Regions from separate parts of the Danio rerio genome. Here region 2 is linked to region 1. Evidence: chromatin contacts called from public Micro-C data. All regions are on one chromosome and are shown on one strand. The core of a region is the stretch at or near the end of the contact, and the rest is flanking DNA. Distances in the headings are between cores, read along the strand shown. Region 1 holds the start of ppme1 (protein phosphatase methylesterase 1). Region 2 holds the start of cnksr2b (connector enhancer of kinase suppressor of Ras 2b).

What was found. A called contact is a pair of places that touch in the nucleus more often than the background predicts.
Region 2: a contact with region 1 is called in a Micro-C map of caudal fin, with 11 times the contacts expected there. The contact joins the promoter of cnksr2b here to the promoter of ppme1 in region 1. A contact is called at or near these places in 5 of 18 Hi-C or Micro-C datasets (caudal fin, embryo, hematopoietic stem cells and 1 more) and 3 of 4 datasets of contacts at active chromatin or transcription factors (caudal fin, embryo and gastrula embryo).

What each region holds. Positions count from the first base shown.
Region 1 is chr21:26,831,987-26,837,122 of GRCz12tu, forward strand. ppme1 (protein phosphatase methylesterase 1) reads right to left here and starts at 2,765. Exons shown (of 14, transcript NM_199937.1): 1 at 2,567-2,765. The coding sequence starts at 2,649.
Region 2 is chr21:26,966,025-26,971,360 of GRCz12tu, forward strand. cnksr2b (connector enhancer of kinase suppressor of Ras 2b) reads right to left here and starts at 1,961. Exons shown (of 22, transcript XM_073935398.1): 1 at 1,521-1,961. nlrc3l1 (NLR family, CARD domain containing 3-like 1) reads left to right here and starts at 956. Exons shown (of 7, transcript XM_009295431.4): 1 at 956-1,216; 2 at 1,867-2,056; 3 at 3,409-3,510; 4 at 4,096-4,191. The coding sequence starts at 1,911.

The DNA.
Region 1 (5,136 bases), core at 1,515-4,014:
GTGAGATTCTAAAGTGTGCATCCGATGGACACTATGCTATCCCATGATGCACTGCGAGAGCATTCATGAATGGGTGTGAAGTGGGTAGGTCACGTGATGATGAAAAAAATGACATCTGTTGTACTTCTGAGCTCACTCATACTACTCACATTCATAGTGTATAGAACAGACTTTTCTATCGGTCAAGTAATAAATTCAAATTCAAATGCAGTACCAACTGAGTGGAAGGCGATTTCAGACACGGCCAATATATTTTATTTTAAGAAACATATAAAATGTTTTGGAACAGTAAACATGATATATCTTTTCTGCTAGAGATATTGTTCTCCTAAAAAAAAACAATAAATAAAAAATGTATAAAAAAAAAAACTACACATACCGTAGGAACGGTATAACTGAAATTTTTAGAAATTAACACTAATACAGAAACAGTTCAGATGTTTTAGAATGACCAAAACAACATTTCAGATGTTTTACAAAAGACAAAATGTCATCAGACTTAAGAACAGGGGCAGACTTCATGATTTGGGGGTCTTAAACAATTGCAGGTATGGGGCCCTAGCATTGAAACTCAAAACATTCTTTCTATAGATATAAATTTTCTTTAAAGATTTTCATTCATTCATTTTCTTCTCGGCTTAATCCCTTGGGGTCGCTGCAGCGGAATGAACCGCCAACTTATCCAGCTTATGTTTTACGCAGCGGATGCCCTTCCAGCTGCAACCCATCACTGGGAAACATCCATACACACTCATACACTACAAACAACCTTAGCTTACCCAATTCACCAATACCACATGATCTTGGACTTGTGGGGGAAACCGGAGGACCAGGTGGAAACACACGATCACGAGGAGAACATGCAAACTCCTCACAGAAATGCCAACTGACCCAGTTGAGGCTTAACCCAGCAACCTTCTTGCTGTGAAGCGATTGTGCTACTGTGCCACTTTGCTGCCCCTTTACAGATTTTTTTTTGTAAATAAACCACACGATAAAATATATATTTTAAGTGGAACTTTTATCTTCTTAATGTCAAATTAAACACAATAAATTCACAAATAAAACATTATGTACAGTTAATAAGTCATATTTGTGATTAGATTTTAATACTTGCACGTGCAGTAAGAAAAGAATGTTCCACTTTTGAAGAGTAGTAGGCTAATAACGTTAAAATCTTAATAGTTATAGACAGATTTTACAACATTCATTCATTTTCTTGTCGGTTTAGTCCCTTTATTAATCCAGGGTCGCCACAGCGGAATGAACCGCCAACTTATCCAACACGTTTTTACACAGCAGATGCCCTTCCAGCCACAACCTATCTCTGGGAAACATCCACACACATTCATACACTATGGACAATTTAGCCTACCCAATTCACCTGTACCGCATGTCTTTGTACTGTGGGGGAAACCAGAGCATCCAGAGGAAATCCACATGAACGAAGGGAGAACATGCAAACTCGACACAAAATTGCCAACTGAGCCGAGGCTCGAACCAGCGACCCTCTTGCTGTGAGATGACAGCACTACCTACCGAGCCACTGCATCGCCAGATTTTACAACATATTATAGAAAATTAATAAAAAAGCTATATGATTAATATAGGTCTCTGTGCATTGGTTGGGGGCCCCTAAGCGACTGCTTACCTCACTTATTGGTTAAGTCTGCACCTTTAGTCTGAATTCAAAGTACTCATAAATGACTAGAGTACTCAAAGAATGCACTACTTTCAGTGGGATACTAAAGTGGGCATACTTTACCTTGAGCCCAGCAAACAATTTGGTGTTTAATGGACGTCTAATAGACATCTAATCAAAGACAGCTTGGCTAAAACAAGGCTAAACTCGTAAAAAATGTCAGTGAAAATCTAATAGCGATCTAAAAAATAGCCCAAAATAGACAGATTAGACAGACTTTATATCTGTAGTCATTTAATTCTGTGTATTTGATGTTTAGTCTAGTTTTGGCCTATTCTAAGACGTATATTAGATTTTCACTGAAAGCCCAAATGTAGCCTTGTTTTAGCCAAGACGACTGTTAAGACGTCTATTAGACATCTTTTAAAAACAAAAAAAGCTTGCTGGGAGGTCATGGGACAGGATTTGTGAATGGCTAAATAAGCGACGCAACTGACGCTAGCAGGTCACGTGACAATCACAACGCAGCAAACATACTTCCAAATAGCATTAATACTAGAACACACTAGTTAGTACCAAACGAGCAGGAGAAATGATCCGATTCGGGAGAATGACTCGATCATCGCTATCGAGTGAGTCGTGATCGTGCTGCTTGGATGAGACACAAGACGCAGGAGTCACACAGATCAGAGGGGCAGAATTAAACCACATACTGCTGTTAGCTAAACTAAGACAGGTTTGAGAGATTTCAAAGCAGTTACACGTGAAAATATTCAACAGATCTCGAGAATTGTTACGACTCGTGACTCACGAATGTAGATCGTGACAGCAATCGGCCATCAGCGATAAAGGGTTGCTCTAACACCCTGTCTAGTATGTAAGCATTACACGATGGCTAAACATGATATTAAAGTGTAAACTCACCCCATTCTTATTTTAGATCCCGACTGCAAACCTGCCATTGGGGGCTTAGAGGCTAGCAAATTCAAATGCAACTGTTTCTCCATGATGTGAGGAAAACCAAACCCTTTGAGCGCCTAAAACGTCTAGCTTTCTTTGCACCATACGAGTCGCCTTCTATACACACTGCAACTGCACACTTAAGAGAAATGAACGATAAATCGGACTAGCTCAGCAGACAGGTACAGAAATCTATGTTCGCACCAGTAGTCTCCACCCACCAGCACTTTTGCCCGGAGTGCATTATGGTAAGTGTAGTCATGTAACTGGATTTTACTGCTGGCGCTGACGTCACAGTGCATGGAAAGAACTACAACTAACAGCAAACACCAGTTTGGGCTCCTCGGCACGTAAACCAGCCTGAAAACTATGACGTAATGCAATACAAAGGATGATGGATTGATTATCATCAGTCTCCTGAGTGTCTAAATGTGTCTAATTTATTGTTCTTATAATTTTTCTATTGCAAAACAAACAAAAAAAATATTATCGTAAGTTTCCGCTTATTTAATAATACAAATTAATATGCACAGCCTTCACAAAAACCTTTGACCACATATATTAATGAATCTATTAATGATAATTAGTTAATAATAAATTCATAGTTTTTAACCTAATTCCATATTCTTTATCATATATATATATATATATATATATATATATATATATATATATATATATATATATATATATATATATATATATATATATATATATAGCTGATGTCAGAATTATTAGCCCCCCTTTGATTTTTTTTTCTTTTTTTTTTCCTTTTTTGAATATTTCCCAAATGATGTTTAACAGAGCAAGGACATTTTCACAGTATATCTGATAATAGTTTTTCTTCTGAAGAAAGTTTAAATTGTTTTATTTTGGCTAGAATAAAGATATATATATAACATTTTAAGTTCAAAATGATTAGCGCTTTAAGCTATTCATTTTTTCAGTAGTCCACAGAACAAATCGTCTTTATACAATAACTTGCCTAATTACTCTAACCTGCCTAGTTAACCTTATTAACCTAGTTAAGCCTTTAAATGTCACTTCAAGCTGTATAGAAGTGTCTTGAAAAATATCTAGTCAAATATTATTTACTGTCATCATGTCAAAGATAAAATAATTTAGTTTTTAGAAATGAGTTATTAAAATTATTATGTTTAGAAATGTGTTGAAAAAATCTGCTCTCCATTAAACAAAAATTGGGAAAAAATAAAACGGGGTGCGTGAGGTGCTGTTTTTAAAATAATGCTGTTACTTTTTGTTTCAGCAAGTTGCTAAGAAAGTGTGTTGTATTAAACTTATTTAACTTAAACTTATGTAAATACAAATAAGTAAAAAAAAAAAACAAATAAAAAACAATAAAAAAATTATATCACTAATATATTTCATAATTAATAAAAATATAAATTCCAACTTATAGCTACTCAGTACTGCCTGATAATAATAATATAAATTTATATTTTATTTCAAAGTTAACATTTTATAGTTATTATTTTCAATTTTATTTATATAATGCTCTAATTTATAATTATCATTCCAAAGCATTTTTACACATCATTACAATACAATCAAAACGAGTTCAGAGAGAAAGAGACAGATAGTAGATATGTGTAGATAAATGTAGTATCTTTATTGCTGGATTATATATTCATATATTAAATGGATAAACTCTTTAATTAAACTGTATTGGTCACAAAAACACACCAAATATGCATTATATATGTATTACATATATAATATATAAACTGAAACGGGGGTGCACTCATTTATAATCTGAAAGTATTTTTGTTTTTGAAGACAAATAATGAATACACACTCACCAGCCACTTTATAGTACACCTGTCCAACCACTCAATAATGAAAATTTCTAGTTAGCCATGGCAGCAACTTTTGATGGCTACATCCAGCAGCGTAACGCGTCATGTCATAAAGGGCAAATCATCTCAGACTGGTTTCTTGAACATGACAATAAGTTTACTGTACTCAAATGGCCTTCACAGTTACCAAATCTCAATCCAATAGAGCACCTTTGCATCATAGATGTGCAGTCGACAAATCTGCAGCAACTGCGTGATTCTATCAAGTCACTATAAACCAAAATTTCTGAGGAATATTTCCAGTACATTGTTGAATCTATGCCATGAAGGATAAAGACAGTTCTGAAGGTAAAAGGGGTCCAACCCGGTACTTGTAAGGTGCACCTAATAAAGTGGCCAGTGTGTGAAGATGCAAGTAACATCAATGCATCAATACATTCCCAAATGACCAATAGGGGACGCTGTTACCAAACTGATTTGTTGAGATGATGATGATGGACAAGTTGGATGATTTAAAGAGATACAACCTGAGATGGAGTTCAGGTATCAAATTGGTCAATATGGTAAACATAAACTCACCCATCAACAGTAAGTTCATAACATTATGCTGGATGACAATCTTAGCAAATTTGGTTAAGTTAGAAACTTAAGTCAATGATGGCATTATTTGTATCAATGTTCAAGGAAAACAAGACCAGTTTTATGATAAAAGACAAA
Region 2 (5,336 bases), core at 711-3,210, 130 kb after region 1:
AGTACAAATTTATACTGAAAAGTGATAAATCCTACAAAAAATAAAATAAAATACAAGCAGAACATAGCAAAACAAAAAGAGAAACAACAATAAAGCCAGATGTAATATAAATTTCAATAGAACATTTTAAAGTTATCTTAAAGCACGATCGCAGTGATGTATAAAAGGTCACATATAAAAATGTCATATGAATATTATAGAAAAGATACATAAAATTTACAGTATCAATTTTAAAACATTGCTGGAGGCAGAGATTGTCTCCAAATATTATTTAAAATATTTACAAAAAATTAGAAACAAGCTTTATAGACACAAATTTAAATTTGTGTATAAAACATTTTGCCAGTAAAATAGAGGACTATACTGTTTGTAAGCTACTAGGCTAACTACAAAATCTACAGTTGAAGTCAGAATTATTAGCCCCCCTTTAATTTTTTTTTAAATATTTCCCAAATAATGTTTAACAGAGCAAGGAAATTTTCACAGTAAGTCTGACAATATTTTTTTCTTCTGGAGAAAGTCTTATTTGTATTATTGCGGCTTGAATAAAAAAATATAATAAAAAAAACATTTGAAGGTCCAATTAGCTTCTTTAAGCTGTATTGTCATTTGAGTCTACAGAACAAAAAATTATCCTAATTCAATAACTTGCCTAATTAGTCTTACCTGCCTAGTTAGTTAAGCCTTTAAATGTCACTTTAAGCTGTATAGAAGTGTCTTGAAAAATATCTAGTCAAATATTATTTACTGTCATCATGGCAAAGATAAAATAAATCAGTTATTAGAAATGAGTTATTAAAACTATTTTGTTTAGAAATGTGCTGACAAAATCTACTCTCTAGAAATTGGGGGGTAAACAAGGGAGCAAATAATTCGGGGGACAAATATTCTGACTTTAACTGTACGTCACTAAATATTTTGACTGCAGTTTCTTTAAGAAAACCAGGAAGTGAACAACTTCAAATCGAAAGTGATTCTTATCAGACACATTAGCAGCGCGTAGAAGTAGGTTCGCTAGTAAAGTTTAATATACACGTGTCTGTAGTATCATACGAGTCCACAATTTATGCTAATAGAAAACAGTTTATGGAAAAATCATCAAAAATGCACTAGTTAACCAACCGGGTTAGCGTCGATTTCCGGAATTTTATGCGAACTAAGCTTGATCGACAGGAGAGGGCAGAAACACTGCTAAAGACATAAACAACAAACACGGGTAAGTTTATTAATAGACAGCTGCTATAGCTATACTTTAATATAGGCTTAAAGTTCTTATTAACATAAACTGTGTGTCCAAAAGACATCAAAAAGGCCATATGATTAACGTTTGCTGAACAAAAAGTTTCTTTAAATATTAGGACAAATGGACTTTTCTCAACGTAACTAGCTAGTTTTGTTGTTGTTGTGCACATTAATTAGCATGTTAACGTACCATTTTTTTGCATATTTATGAAGTAAACAGTACTGAACCGGTCCAACCTGTGTTAACAAGAACAACTAAGGTTAAAAAGTCTCTTTACCTCAAACAGCGTTTCTGTCACTGCTGGAAACATCTTAAAAACTCGTGACGCCAAAAGTAAATCAGCACGTTACAGTGCTCTGCTGTACGTTTATAAGTAAGCCCAGACATAAGCAGGCAGTTCATGATTGTCTGTCGGTTGCTAAACTGCCATTTTTGCAACTGGCATCAGAAATTAGGGGACTAAAACATTACTTGTGTGTGTGGTATAGAAAGGGTTAAGCCCTATATAACAAACATCTTCGATTTTAATGCTCACGTCGCAGCACTGCAGTCCTCCTGCAAGAAGAGGCATGGTCCATTCACAAAAAGGCAATTGAGGGTAATCTGCGCATCTCTCTTAACAGGGTAATCATCAGTTTTGTGACAAACGAAGATTAAATAGCAAAACATGGACGACGACGTGGACATGGCGTCAGACAACAGTCTGCCATTAGGAATCGGGGCTTCCGCATTCGGAAGTGAAAATGGGGATGAAGAGGACGTCCTTCCTGAGAGGACACTTCCATTCTCTCTGGGATACTCCGATCCTGTGGGGTAATATGGCTTTTTTGGTAATATGATATTGGTGGGGTGGTATGATTCAGCAGTTGATGTCCATGTTGATGTTCATTTTAGACGCGTGCATGTTCTGTGGTTCAAGTGCGACACCTGCTGGTGAGATAAATCCGCTTTCAAACACAAAAACAAACGTACAATACCATATTCTGTTTTAGTGTTAAAGAACAAACAACTCATACATATTAGAAATTAAACATTTAATTTTATAACACATTTAACCAATTAACTGGCATTGTATAACAGTAGTATAAAAATTCTGTCAGGCATTTTAGGACAGGAATTATTTGATAACAGTAAAAGACTCATTAATTATAGAAAGCTATAATTACATGTTATCTTAAACCTTAAAACAACTAAGTTTTAACCTACCTGTCTTGGCCATTTCTCAGGTTTTTAATAATTTATCATATATATATATATTTTGATTGTTGCTTATTATTCAATAATATATGTAACAGGTTCTGTATATATACAGGTTCTGCTATACACACTACCGTAAGGTTTGGGGTCGGAAAGATTTATATTGTTTTAAAATAAGCTTCTCCTGCTCACCAAGGCTGCATTTATTTAATCAAAAATGCAATTCAAATTTATAAATGTTATTGCACTTTAAAACAACTGTTCATAAGTAGTTTATAATTTAATTTAATCATTTATTCCGGTCATTTTAATTATTAATTTTTAGCTTCATTACTCCAGTCTTCAGAGTCACATGATCCTTCAGAAATCATTCTAATATTAATGATTGTTACTATTATTAATGGCAATAGTAATAAATGCAATAGTGACTGGAGTAATAATTTAATATAAACTACTAAAGTAATATATATTTAATAAATGTTTAACAATTTAACAGTTTTTTGTTAAATTTAACATTTAATAAATGCCACCTTGATGAAAAGAATAATTTTCTCAACAAATAAAAACATGGAGAAAAAAAAATTATAGTGTATATAGTCGACATTTGAAAAAAAAATCTGAATTGTCCTAAGACAAGAATGGGTGTTTTTCAAATGTTTTGATCCACTTCAAATGTTGACTACTATACATAATATAACATTTACACTAAATGACGATAGAACAATTAAAATAGATTTTTGCTAAAGTTTCCAAAAATTTCCACTTCCATTTAATATGCGTTCTATGTATAAATCTCTTTCTAAGTTTAATTTGATGCATACTCCAAAATGGGACATTGTGTCTTTGACCTATTTACTAAGTTTAGTGTTGCCTTATGTACGTGTAGTTAGATGCAACCCATTCACTTACAGTTTACAGTCTCTTGTGTGTAATAAATGACACAATCAAAAATTCGTATTTTTCACCAGACAATATGTGGAGAGAGCAGAGTCGCCTGCATCCAGTTACAACTCCATGGAAAGTAACAGCTGGTCAGAAACAAGAGAAGAGCATGGACCGACTCGCACACAGTAAGATTTCATCAGCGACATTCACTGTTTTGATATAAGCTCAGGGGCAGTTTTATTTACATCTATTGAAAAAATCTCGAGGCCACTTGAACATTCAGTTTCTCTGGATTTATTACATATATTGGTTTGAGTAAAATGTAAATATATTTTATTCTTTAATGGGCATGATCATTTACAGCTTATTCTGGCAGAAAATGCATCTAAAATGACATTGCTTTATTTTGAATTTGGATGAAATGTCATCTGTAGTTTACAGGAAAAAAAAGCTAAATGTTATTATGTTTTACTCCAGCATAACCATACAGTAAATCTTAAATCTAAAGAAACAAGTCCTGATCTCTCGATTTTTTTTATAGCTGGCACAGGTAATACTGTATGTTCATTATAAAGTGTAACAGCATTTTAGAGAAAGGATTTAGGGTTTAGCAGTGGCATATGTAGCAAATGCAGTCAATTAAAATGACACCTACTGTAGAATGTTTTTTTAGAGAGAGATCAGAGACTTTGTTCTCTGTGTGCTTGTGGCTTAGGTTGTCATTCTCGTATGTCTGGTTGGCCAAGATAAGAGTTTAACTTTTTCCACAGGGTTCAGCTATACAGACGGGACTCATCTGCTTCTAGCAGTGATTCCTTTATTAGTGATGATGAAGACTTGAATATGGAGGATGAAGCTGGAGAAAGGTCAGCCAAAGTCACATGATGCATCTCTACTGTTTTGAGTTGAGCCATAACCATGCTTATTAGTTTACGATTCAAAGGTCTTATATTATGTTTTGAGTCATTTTAAGACTGGCAGATGTTGTTTATACTGATTAATGCCTTTAAACATTTGGATATGAGGATTGTTTATTGATTTAATATTCATTCATTTGAAACATTCATCTATATTTATTTAATTTAAAAATACATTTAGTAGGATTTTTTTATGTTTAGATTTTTCACTTCATCCTTAATGTTAATACAATTTTAACATTGCCAATAAAAGGTTTGGGGTCAGTAATATAAAAATGAACCCCTCCTCTTTCGGTTCAAGTCTTCCTCAGAATGCTTTTAACAAATGCTTTATTATGGGCGTGGAGTGCTGCGAGCAAAGGGAGGAGTGGGTATGGCCTGCAGAACAGGGAAAATAGGGGAGCAAACAGTTGGCTCACAAAATGAGAGACAAACCTTAAAGAGACCCATGATTTTATAGTTTACAAAGTTAAAATGCAAAGAAATATACAGCAATTTAATGTCCTGCTACATTTGTTATTCATAATTTCATATAGGTCTATACAAACCACAATTTATTTATACCATTATAAATATAATCATGTTAATATAAACCCTGGGTCTGAATGCAGACACAGTGGAAAGCAGTGCAGCACATCTCTTGTCTATTTCAACCATTAGCCCTGCCAGTAATCTGGAGGATTTTAAACATAGGCGAACACAGCAGCACAGATATAGGTGATGTGTCTGAATGGTAAGGAACTTAACTGATAAAAGACAAAGTCCGCCATTCTCTAATTCTCATACAGCTCTCTTGACAAAAGTGCTTGCTCCACACATACAGCTTTACTGTATCAGCCCTGACAGAATTGCGGGGAAAAACGTGCAACAAACCCTGTGAATCATGGAAACAAACACATACAACCCTTCATAAACAGTTAAATACTATGTGCCGTGTTCAGTCACAGTCTCACTGCCTGGCAGGTTTGCCTTGCCTACGGAAAGCACATGCAGTCATGAATATTCAGTGGTTATTTTTGTAATTTGCGAGGTCCCTGAACAGATCAGGGTGGTGCCGGATCAGATTTCAAAGATGCCGGATCCAGCTTGTTCCA